Regions from separate parts of the Sus scrofa genome. Here all the other regions are linked to region 1. Evidence: chromatin contacts called from public Hi-C and promoter capture Hi-C data. All regions are on one chromosome and are shown on one strand. Each heading gives the region's core, a stretch centred on a gene start, on an enhancer-like site or on the middle of the called end of the contact. The rest is flanking DNA. Distances are from core to core; before and after follow the strand shown.

The links. Promoter capture Hi-C pulls out the DNA fragments that hold promoters and counts their contacts. Hi-C and Micro-C count contacts between places; a contact is called where the count stands out from the background.
Region 2: a contact with region 1 is called in a promoter capture Hi-C map of liver, with 7 times the contacts expected there. The contact joins the promoter of VPS53 here to the promoter of TIMM22 in region 1. A contact is called at or near these places in 2 of 5 promoter capture datasets (fetal liver and liver), 9 of 47 Hi-C or Micro-C datasets (embryonic fibroblasts, epiblast stem cells, fibroblasts and 3 more) and 2 of 2 datasets of contacts at active chromatin or transcription factors (alveolar macrophages and skeletal muscle).
Region 3: a promoter capture Hi-C map of fetal liver shows a contact between it and region 1, with 6 times the contacts expected there. The contact joins the promoter of MRM3 here to the promoter of TIMM22 in region 1. A contact is called at or near these places in 5 of 5 promoter capture datasets (fetal liver, fetal skeletal muscle, liver and 1 more), 33 of 47 Hi-C or Micro-C datasets (adipocytes, adipose tissue, alveolar macrophages and 18 more) and 2 of 2 datasets of contacts at active chromatin or transcription factors (alveolar macrophages and skeletal muscle).
Region 4: a Hi-C map of retroperitoneal adipose tissue shows a contact between it and region 1, with 3 times the contacts expected there. The contact joins the enhancer-like site here to the promoter of TIMM22 in region 1. A contact is called at or near these places in 4 of 5 promoter capture datasets (fetal skeletal muscle, liver and skeletal muscle), 22 of 47 Hi-C or Micro-C datasets (blood, brain, embryonic fibroblasts and 11 more) and 2 of 2 datasets of contacts at active chromatin or transcription factors (alveolar macrophages and skeletal muscle).

What each region holds. Positions count from the first base shown.
Region 1 is chr12:46,901,785-46,904,539 of Sscrofa11.1, forward strand. It overlaps TIMM22 (mitochondrial import inner membrane translocase subunit Tim22), which reads right to left and starts at 1,426. Exons shown (of 5, transcript XM_021067526.1): 1 at 932-1,426. The coding sequence starts at 1,169.
Region 2 is chr12:47,140,345-47,143,099 of Sscrofa11.1, forward strand. It overlaps VPS53 (vacuolar protein sorting-associated protein 53 homolog), which reads left to right and starts at 1,405. Exons shown (of 22, transcript XM_003131813.4): 1 at 1,405-2,755.
Region 3 is chr12:47,086,025-47,088,779 of Sscrofa11.1, forward strand. It overlaps MRM3 (rRNA methyltransferase 3, mitochondrial), which reads right to left and starts at 1,369. Exons shown (of 4, transcript XM_021067529.1): 1 at 1,034-1,369; 2 at 584-770. GLOD4 (glyoxalase domain-containing protein 4) reads left to right here and starts at 1,407. Exons shown (of 10, transcript XM_003131815.5): 1 at 1,407-1,562. The coding sequence starts at 1,473.
Region 4 is chr12:47,060,185-47,062,939 of Sscrofa11.1, forward strand. All of the region lies in intron 5 of NXN (nucleoredoxin), which reads left to right. Among named protein-coding and RNA genes, the nearest start is that of MRM3, 26 kb to the right of the region's middle. Within about 2 kb of position 1,372, at least 6 of the 83 cell types and tissues checked have an H3K27ac peak or open chromatin away from gene starts, as enhancers often do. A contact at or near this core is called in embryonic fibroblasts and retroperitoneal adipose tissue, where this site is marked.

The DNA.
Region 1 (2,755 bases), core at 176-2,675:
CTTGTCTACCCACACTCTCCATCCTTCAAGACACATCTCCAGTCTCACCTCCTCCAAGGCCTTCCCCAACCAAAAAAGATCTTTCCTCTTCCTACCGTACATCATATTTGCACTCTCGCTACATTCGTGTCTCTCTCTGCTTCTCTCTTCTTTTTTGGCTGCACCCGTGGCATGCAGAAATTCCTGGGCCAGGGCTCAAACCTGCACCACAGCAGTGACAACGCCAGATCCTTAATCTTCTGAGCCACCAGGGAATTATGACCTTCACTTCTTAATTGCCTTTCATTCTCAATTAGATTTCAACTCATCTGCAAATGTGGTCAGCCTCTTTGCATAGAGGAGAGACACCTACATTCTCAAATGCTCAAGAGGTTAAAAAAAAAAAAAAAAGTCCAGATTTCTTCCCACCTCCTGCCCCCATTCCCTGCTGTCTAGTCATAATGGCCTTTCTGTTTTTCTAATCTCGAGCCACTACAAGCCAGACCTTTGCAAGTGCTGTGTCCTGCCCTGCAGGGCCCTCCTCCAGGCTCCTTCTCAACATTTTTCTTTCTATGTATATTAAGAGGTTAGCTTCAGAAGAACAAGGCTCTTGTCTCTCCATCACCGGGCACGTGATAGCTACTCAGTGACAATCTGTTGAAAAGTGATTAATTAAAAGAGAATGAACAAAGAAATGTGTGAACGAATGAATGAGGTCAACCATCTTACTCCCCCAGGTCCTGATCTAGGGCCGGTTCTCTGATCCAATTTCCAGAGACGGAAGCCTAGAGGGTCTAAGGACGCACTGCTCAAGTTCACTGAACCAGGCGGGGGTGGGTCAAGGTCGAGGCCCACGGACTCCTTGCCTCTCAGGAGCGTGTTCTTCTTGGCAGGGCACCCTGCTGCCGCCCAAGCCCTCGGCCTCCCAAGGGCCCCCCTCACCTCGCCTCACCTCCCACGCAGGCCAGCGCCGCCTTGAAGGCGCAGCTTTCCATCGCCCTCTCGATCATCTTCTGCTCCTCACTCTTGGCGGGACTCGGGATCCCGCCCAGGGTCCCAGGCTCCAGGACCCGGGGCTGACGCTTGTCACCCACCAGGTGCTGCAGAAGAAGGCTGTACTGCAGAGGGGCTTCCGTGGAAGCCGCCGCCTCAGGCGCAGAGACCCCTGCACTGGGGGCCGTCGCCGCCATGACAGTAGCTGCCCAAGAAACCTGGCGTCCTTCTTCCCACAGGCGATTCCACAAGCTTCCCGTGGGCCCTTGCGCGCACAGCCACCGAGACGCAACAGCAGATTCGCCACACCGGGCGAGTCCAAAGAAGTCGCGAAAGCCTGTTCGTGCACACGCGGCAGAAGTGCTATCATGTTCTCTCAAAACCTTCTGTGAACACGGAATCAGGCTTGTGCAACATTCCCGAAGGCAATGATAAATAAGAGTCAGAGTCACCAGAAAGGTCTCTCTTCGTGGCTGAAGCGCGGTGCGTACTGGGATTTGTAGTTCTAATAGGTACACCCCCAGACAGTTCCCAGGAAGCCTTGCGCGGACACGCGCGTCTCTGCCTCTTCTGGAGCTCCTGACAGGCGGAAGGGAGGGAGGGTGCAGCGCGCAGGAGAGCCAGCAGGGGGCGCGCGAGCCTCATCTCTGCCCTGCGAGCCAACTGATTGCTTGCGGGGGTTGTGGGATGGCAGTGGGCTAGAGTGCTTGCTAAATTGACGTAGCATAAATGTATGAAATAAATGTTTTATTCAGCAATTAAGCCATTGAGGGGAGAGAGAAGGGGCCAAAAATGAGTGAACAAATGAGTGAAGCTAGGCAAGCTAAGAAAAATCCGGGACAGTGGTAGGAAGTGGAGTGAGGCTGCTACCCCAACCACGAGTCAGTGGAATGAGCGGTGTGGGACTAGCGTTGCCATGCAAAGCCAAATTTACATTATGCTGATTCAGTTAAACTGCTTACGAACTTGCAGACTCAGAACCTGAAGGTTAACTGTGAGATAGCACCGTATATGAATCCAGAAGAACTTTTGCAGTAGTGTCGATGGCACTAAAATAGATCCCTAAATATTGTATTGATCCAGACTAGGAGTGTTTGGGTGTATCAGCTAAGAGAGCTGTAAATGGAAGCAGAAGGTGGTGAGCAGTAGCCAGTCTACTGAGACACCTCTTTGGTCGCCAGAGTTCTCTGTGCCTCTAAGCAGGGCATGTGGTTCACTTGCTTCTGCTCCCACCAGACCGCTGAACAAGCTCGCCCTGAGGTCTCCAGTGCTTCCCAGTTGTTGAGACTAATTCAGATGCCTTTCACTTGACTCCTCAGCTGTATGTGATACTGTCGATTCCTCCCTGCTTCGGAGTTTCTTCGCAGTTTCGGTGGAGCCTCTGTCCTGGTTTTGCTAGAATCTCTTCAGTTCCTCAGACTTTGCAGGCACCTCTGCCTGATCCTTTCCTGTTGGATGCTCAGGGCCTCATCCTTTATCCTCTTCTCATGCACCTTGCTCTCTCTGAAGCTGTTCACCCACTCATGGCTTCTACCACCACCTCTAACAGAGCAATGGCTCCCAGATTTTTATCTCCAGCTTCAATCCTTCTCAGCAGCATGAAAACCAGTCATTTCCTATAGGCACCTCAAACTCAACACACCCTGCCACCCCCCCTTTCCTTTCAGATGAATGAGGGGCCCAGGACTCTGATTCATGCCTTAAGAGCCAAAGTTGGATCTGAGAGAAGTTGGAACAGCCCCATAGGCAGGTCTCAGGCAAGGGCCTTGGGAACAAGGAGCGA
Region 2 (2,755 bases), core at 155-2,654, 240 kb after region 1:
ATCACTTCCTGACTTGCTAAATCCAATCAGAGCACTCTATCAATATAGTTTTTCAACATATGCTTTACTTGTCTTTCATGAGACCTTTCACGATTCTTTATCTGATGAATACTCTTTTCATACCTGGAAATAGCTCTGTGGAGGCAGGCACTTGGTCTATTTTGTCTGTTGCTAAATTCCCTGCACCTGGATTAGTGCCTGTCACCAGCAGGAACATTCATTAATGTTATTGGATGAATGAATGAAGGGCAGGAAGAGGTCGTTATGGGAACTTGGGCACGTTTTTGTTAGTTTTTTTTTTGTTTTTGTTTTTTTTTTTGGTCTTTTTAGGGCCGCACCCGCGGCATATGGAGGTTTCCAGGCTAGGAGTCAAATTGGAGCTGTAGCTGCCGGCCTACACCACAGCCACAGCAACACAGGATCCGAGCCACCTCTGCAACCTACACCACAGCTCACGGCAAAGCCAGGTCCTTAACCCACTAAGAGAGGCCAGGGATGGAACCTGCATCCTCATGGATGATCGTTGGGTTCATTACGACGGGACCTCCCTGTTTTTGTTAGCTTTTAACTACATCTCCATTTTCTCGTCTGTGAAGAATCATAACTACCAACCTCAGAACTGCCATGTGGATTAAGAGAGACAATGTATACTTAGCATGGTGCCTGGCATATGGTCAGGGCTAGGAAACACGAGTTGGTATTATGATCATTAAAAATAAGCTCTATGAGCAACCAGAATGCTCATATATTGCCGGTATGGAATGCAAAAATGATACAGTCTGCTTTGGAAAACAGTTGACCAGTTTCTTATAAAATTAAATACAGGCTTACCATACAACCCAGCACTCCCACTTCTGGATATTTAACCAAGTGAAGTGAAAACTTATGTTCATACAAACACCTGCCCATGAATGTTTATTGCAGCTTTATTCATAATTGCCCCAAACTAGAAACAGCCCAGATGTCCTTCAACCAGGGAATGGGTAAACAAACTGTGGTTTATCCAGATAGAGGAATACGCTCGGCAAGAAGAAATAAACTAGTGATACTGCAACAATAAGGGATGAAATGCAATTGCTTTATAAGTGAAAGAAACTAGACTCAAAAGGAGACATATTGTATGATTCCATTTATACAACATTCTGGAAAAGTCAAACTATCAGGACAGAAATCTGGTCAGTGGCTGCCAGGGGATGGGGTGGGGCATGAGAGAATTGGGGGGATGGTGAAACTGTCCTAGGACTTGATGGTGATGGTGATTAAATGACTATATGCATTTATTACAACTCAGATGTTATAAGCTAAATGGGTGAATTTTACTGTATATATTTCTTACCATAAAAAATTTTTAAAAAATCCAAGATAGATAATTATCTTTTCTTTTTTATTTTTATTTATTTATTATTTATTTATTTGTCTTTTGTCTTTTTAGGGCCGCATCTGCAGCATATGGAGGTTCCCAGGCTAGGGGTCAAATCGGAGCTGTTGCTGCCAGCCTATGTCAGAGCCACAGCAATGCCAGATCCGAGCCGTGTCTGTGACCTACACCACAGCTCACGGCAACACTGGATCCTTAATCCACTGAGTGAGGCCAGGGATCAAACCCACAACCTCATGGTTCCTAGTCGGATTGGTTTCTGCTGCGCCATGACAGGAACTTCTCTTTTCTTTTTTAAAAAAGGCATTTATATTTCTTTTTCTTTTTCAAAAAGGCATTTACATTTCTTTTTCTTTTTTCTTTTTGGTCTTTTTAGGGCCATACCCATGGCATATGGAGGTTCCCAGGCTATGGGTCGAATCGGAGCTGTAGCTGCCAGCCTACGCCAGAGCCACAGCAACAGCAGATCCTAGCCACGTCTGCAACCTACACCACAACTCACAGCAACACTGGATCCTCAACCCACTGAGCAAGGCCAGGGATTAAACCTTTGTCCTCATGGATACTAGTCAGGCTCATTAACCACTGAGCCTTGACGAGAAATCCAAAAGGTATTCATATTTCTGATTACAAGAGTGCTACGAGCTCGTAGACATTTGGGGAAAATATGCAAAAAATATGTTCCATCACATGCAGAAAAGTTGTAGTTCCTTGCTGTCATTTTTCTAGGCATAAAACACACACACACACACACACACACACACACGCAAACTGCGACCATGCCATACATTTTGGCTTCCTGAAATATATTATGCACATGTTTCCACATAGTTAAATATTTTTAAAACTGTGATTTTGAGTCAATACTATTCTATTATATAACCAATTTGTACTTTTAAGACTTCCTTTATTGTTAGAAATTATATTGCTTCCATCTTTTCTTCACTACAGTTTTGATTTTAAAAAAAGCAGCAGCAGCAGCAGCTCATTGGGGCCAAAGAGTTTCATAATGTTTAACTGGTAAAACAGCTCCTTCTTTGGCTGCAAATATCTCATTGTTTTAAGTGTCTAGAAGAAAAGTTGGTTCCACAGGGTGACCTGACCTCTTTTTTTTCTTGTGGCGCATAAGGGCTAGACACCCTCATATTACATGTGTTACTAGCTTAAATTTGCAGAGCACTTTTAGTATTTAATTCCTGCCCCATACTTGCAAGGCAAACAAGGCCAAAATCACACAGCTCATCAGACTTCGACTCCACATACTGAATCTCAAAGTCATTATTTTCGCAGCTGTGGGGCACTGCCTAATCATCTGGCTCTTTCCCGGCACCCCCCACTCCGCCCCCGCAGGAAGTTGCAGGCACCTCCAGAAAGCTT
Region 3 (2,755 bases), core at 119-2,618, 180 kb after region 1:
CGGAGCTGTAGCTGCTGGTCTACGCCAGAGCCACAGCAACGCGGGATCCAAGCTGCGTCTGCAACCTACACCACAACTCACGACAACGCCGGATCCTTAACCCACTGAGCAAGGCAAGGGATCAAACCCAAAACCTCATGGTTCCTAGGTGAATTCGTTAACCACTGAGCCACAATGCAAACTCCAAGTAAATCTTTTTAATAAACATTTTCTCAATTTTTAACTGGACATTAAAGATTGAAAAAGTGACCCCCCCCCCCGCAAAAAATAAGGTCTGAAGGACAGTGATTATTCCTAGGGACCATAAAAAACTCATGACACAAATGACATAAAACTGGTTTCAGTTTCCACTGAAAATACAAGATGCACAGATTTGAGAACTATATTTTTCTGGGTGTCTTAACAAAAAGGTTAAGCACAGTGATACTTTGAATTCGGTTTAAATAAACTCTGTTGCGCTGAGACAACTAGGAACACATATCCCTGGGTCTCTACTTACTAGAGACACACTGGATAACCACTGACCCATGATTCCTTGTGGTGTTACTAGGTCGGACCAATCCTTGATATCCTCAAACTTCACCTTAATGAGGCTAACACCTTTAAGTTTCTCAATGGGTAGCTCCTTTATGTATTCTAGACGGCTGAAGAAGAAAATTTTTGGCACAGCACCAGCCTTGAGAGCGTCTGCAATCAGCCTACGACCTTCCAGCAGGATCTTCCCTTGCTTTTCCCGAAATGGCCTGGATTTAACTATTGTCATCACACTACTGTGGGTGGAAACAAAAAGACAGGTAATTACCAACATGCTCGTTACGGAGACACATCTAATTCTAACAGACATAAAGCCCTTCACAGAAAAAGGAACAAATGAACTAGAATTCCAGAAAGACACTTAATTCTGCCTTCCACGCAGAACAAAAACCAGCAGTTGTGCTTCAAAAAGTCCTCCAACCGGAGGAAAGAGGTCAATGCCTCGCTGTGAGAAGGGAAGAGAAACAAGAATATTCGACAAGCCTCAGGAACACATCACCTCAGCCTTTTGTCCCCGGGGAAAGCCTTATCGTAGCGAAGCCCCGACTCTTCCCAGGTGCTGGGCGTCTGGGATGCGGGAACCTGAAGCGGCTGATTCAGTCGCTGCTCGCGGGAACTGGCCTCCGCAGCCGCCTTCCGGGGCTGCTTCCCGGGCCCGGGCTTCCGCTCCACGGCCTGACCAGATGGAAACAGCACTTTCACCGGGCTCCGCCGCAGCGCCCGGACCCCGCGCCGCGCGCCGAGGTCCCGAGCTCGCGTTACCAGCAGCAATGTTCGCGTGGCCCAACCCACGCGCTGCACCAGCGCCGCCATCTTGCCCCGCACCTTGGGCTTCGTCTTGAAAGCGCGCCGGCGGCGGCTAGTGACGTCACCGGCAGCTGCGTCATCCGTGGGCGGTGCGGCGCCGTAAGCGTGAGAGGTGGGTGGTGTCCGCGGTCATGGCGACTCGCAGAGCTCTGCACTTCGTGTTCAAAGTGGGAAACCGCTTCCAGACTGCATATTTCTATCGTGATGTCCTGGGGATGAAGGTGCAGATGGGGCCGAGAGGGGCTGGCGTGCGAGAAGGGTGCGGGTGGCTGAGCCCCACCCGATCGGGCGAGGGGAGACACCGGTGTCATGTGAATTTCAGCCGGAACCCAGGTTCCGGACCTTAGCCCCGAGACTTCCCTTTGGCTCTGTGGGCCTCAGCTTCTGGAAGCATCGCGAGTGGCGGCTTGAGTTAGAAGAACTTTGAAAGCGGGCTTACACTTATTAGTCAGCGGCTGTGTGCCCGCACACGTCTTTCATTTAAGCTTATTCACAGATGTTTTTTCCTGACGCTTCCAATCTATTGGAAAAGAAAGTAAACAAAAAGTTATATAATACCCCTTGCAGTGAACTCTCCTAGTTTGGACCCTTTCGGCTTAGATATCAGCATATTCAGAGTTCAGCTTCTTTGGGGGCTGGTTTGAATGGTCTCTTTTGAATGGTCACCCACTCAGTTTATCTGAGTGAATGCTCCAACATTCCTCCCAAGAGTCCAGATCTAAGTGTGAAGTCAGAACCCATTCTCCTCTGCAATACCTGGAAGTGGGTTGTCTCCAGCTCTGAGCAGCTGCGATTGATTCTGCAGGGATCGCCTGAGTGGCTAGGGCAGGTGGAAGCCATGGGGAAGCTCCCGATAAGCAGGGATTTTAGATGTTATCAGTGGAAAGAAAAACGCACGACCTAAAGTTTTTGAATTAAGTTTTATTTGGGGACCTGACTGAGGACTATAGCTTGGAAGACAGCCTCTCAGATAACTGAGGAACTGTTCTGAAGGGGTGGGAGAGGAGCTAGAATATATATGAGATTTTTTTACTGGGGGGGGACCCAAAATTAGGTAGTCGAACATCAAAAGAATACTGCTAGTCACAGAAACGGACAACTCAAGTTGATGGTTTTAGTGCTTTTCTGTGTATGGGAAGATGGGTTCTGGGTTCATTGAAATTATTCCTTAAAGGAGTTCTCATTTTCTTTTCTTTCTTTTTTTTTTTTTTTTTTTTCTTTTTATGGCCCCACCTGTGGCATATGGAAGTTCCTTGGCCAGGGATTGAGTCCGAGCCTTTAACTCACTCTGCCGGGCAGGGGATTGATCCCCCACCTCCACAGTGACCCAAGCCACTGCATTTGGACTTTTAACCTGCTGGGCAGTAGCAGGAACTCTTTAGAGGAGTTCTTTTGTGGCACAGCAGGTTAAGGA
Region 4 (2,755 bases), core at 122-2,621, 160 kb after region 1:
CGTTTTTTCGCTTCCTTCCTTGTTTTCCTTTCAGGGGAGTGTTTTCATCTCTTTTTATTAGATTATATCACACTGGGGGGTTTTTTTCTTTTCTCTTCCTTTTTTTGCGTTACGCCTGCAGTATGTGGAAGTTCCCTGGCCAGGGGATCAAACCCGAGCCACAGCAGTGACAACGTTGGATCTTTAACCGCTAGGCTACCAGGGAATTCCTACATCATGCACTTTTCAAGCTGCCTCAAATCTTTTTTGGAAGAAAGGTGGAGTAGATTTAAATGCCTAAGATTCTATTTCTTGAGCTCCATCTAACCACCAATACGGTACACGGAGCTCAGCGGGAAGAAAGAAACCAGAACGGTGTCCCAGTGCTGCCCTTGAGTGGACAGAGGGAGATTTACATTGAGAAATAACTAAAGGAGTATGCTGTCTTTTGAAGACCTAAAAAGTATGGGCCAGGAGTTCCCTTATGGCTCAGCAGGTTAAGGATCAGGTGTTGTTGCTGTAGTGGCATGGGTTCAGTCCCTGGCCTGGGAACTTCCACAGGCTACACACATGGGCAAAAAATAAAAATAAAAATGAAAATAAAAGGTGTTGGTCAAATAAGTGCCATTTTGTACGAGGACTGAGAAAGATTGGATTTGTCCCCGAAGGTAGAGCTAGGTGCTGGGCTTCCCCCGGCCACTCTGCTGTCAGGCTGTCTCTCTATATGGAGGCGTCTTCTTCCCAAGCACATGTCCTCAATGAAGCACAACCTTTTTTCATCTCTGAGGGAGGCTGTTGCCCTTTCTCAGATGTGGAGGCCAGCGAGGTGCAGGTTGTATTCTTGGTGGTCAGTGCTAAGGCCCTGAGGTCACCTGAAATTAATACGTTACCCAAGGATGGTCGGTACCATGCAGAGCCAGTTTCAGAATAGGAGGGGGGGTGGTCTCTACGCACCCAGTGCTCCGTGAGATGCTTCTCAAGGCCCTTGGTAGCAGGGTGGGCACAGAAGAGCAATCTCCTAAGGAGAAGTCCCAGCCCTGCAAGGTTCCACCCAAGTTTTGGACACAGAGCTGAGGCTGGAGGATGTCCTGTCAAACGTTGCCAGGGTGCAAAAAAATTAAATCGATCCCTTCTGTCTGCCTTCAGAGAGCAGAGAAGGGAACTCTCCTTTTGGATTCTCTAGCCATTAACATGTAAATATTACAGTGGTAGAAGCCACAGTTGTTAGGTGTGGCCCAGACAGCCAGGACGTGGCAACCACAGCTGAGCAGGAAGAAAATGGAGAGTTTTTCAGAGACACATTCATTTGGCTCAGTCTCTTAAGGCCCTGGCAGTGTGGTTCCTGACGTCAAGGCGCCCCCCAGCTGAGGATCAGAAAGCTGATCTGGAAAGGCCCACGCCCAGGCAAGCAGCAGCCCAGCAGCCACACAACAGAACCCAGCTCCAGCCAGCAAGTGCCCTCTGCAGCCCAGCCCTGCTTGGCCTGGCCTGTGGCTCCTGGTCCACTGGCTGCATGGTGCACACTGCCAGCTGTCTGTACTAGTCTCTCTTGAACTTGAACCTACCTGCTTTCCCGGCTCCCCGCCTTCTGTTTCCTCACTTGCAGGTTCTCTCCCTGGCGCAGTGTTTTGTGCCGACTGCTCGCTTGATCCCTGGCCTCTTTGGCTCAGCCTTAGGACTCACTCCTGCAAGCAGCCTGCCCGACCTTGCCGGCCCACCTTGCTCTGTCCGCGTCTGGCCCTGTCAAGCCAGAGATGCACTACAGCACAGTGAAACGAGAGTGTGAAGAGCCCCACAGCATCCTTCTCAAGGCAGCATTTAATGAAATGGAACAATGGAATAATCAGAGTTCACGGGAGACTCTGGCATGGAGCTCTCAAGCCAGGAAGGCTTCCTGGAAGAGGTCCCTGGAGAGCAGGGCCTCCCAGAATGGATGGAGTTGAGGTAGAAGGTTTGGGACATTCCAGGGCAAAGGACAGAGTAGGATGCCCCAGGTGTACTGTGGGGCAGAATGGGTAATAAGTCTGGTCACGCCACATCTCAGAGGGCCTTGAGCACCAGGCTGTGGTCCTTGAACTTGGCTCTTTGGACTTCAGGGCTTTTTGAAAATTTTACTTAAGGGGAGATCAGTGCAATGGTGACATTTAAGCTGGACTGGAAGAGAAGTCCCAGAGGCACGTTGGCCTCTGGTATTTCTTTCTTCCTTTTTTTTTTTTTTGCTTTTTAAGGTCACACCTGCAGCATATGGAAGTTCCCAGGGTAGGCGTCAAATCGGAGCAGCTGCTGGTCTACACCACAGCCACAGAAATGCAGGATCTGAGCCGTGTCTGCAACCTACGCCACAGCTCATAGCAACAGCAGATCCTTAACCCACTGAGCGAAGCCAGAGATCGAACCCACGTCCTCATGGATCCTTGTTGGCTTCATTAACCTCTGAGCCACAAAGGGAACTCCCTCCTCTGGTATTTCTGATGCATCCTCTGAGCGTCTTGGGAGCTGGGCCTGAGCATCCTTGGCTTCCGGTGTGGGCCAGCATCCTGACAGAGGCCTTGCAGAAGCGCTGAAACTTTGTCAAGGTGTCCATCCATCCAGGTGCTGATGGGAGAGTCTGGATCTTGAGGTTGTGCCTCAACTCATGCCTTTCACAGATGGCAGGACCCATGGCAGGTCTTGCTGGGTTTGCTCCCAGGCTGGTCACCGGCTTCCTGGGGCGCTCTGGGCTGAGCCTGGGCTGTGTGGCCTGCTGTCCTCACGGGGCTGCCTGAGTTTACCAAGG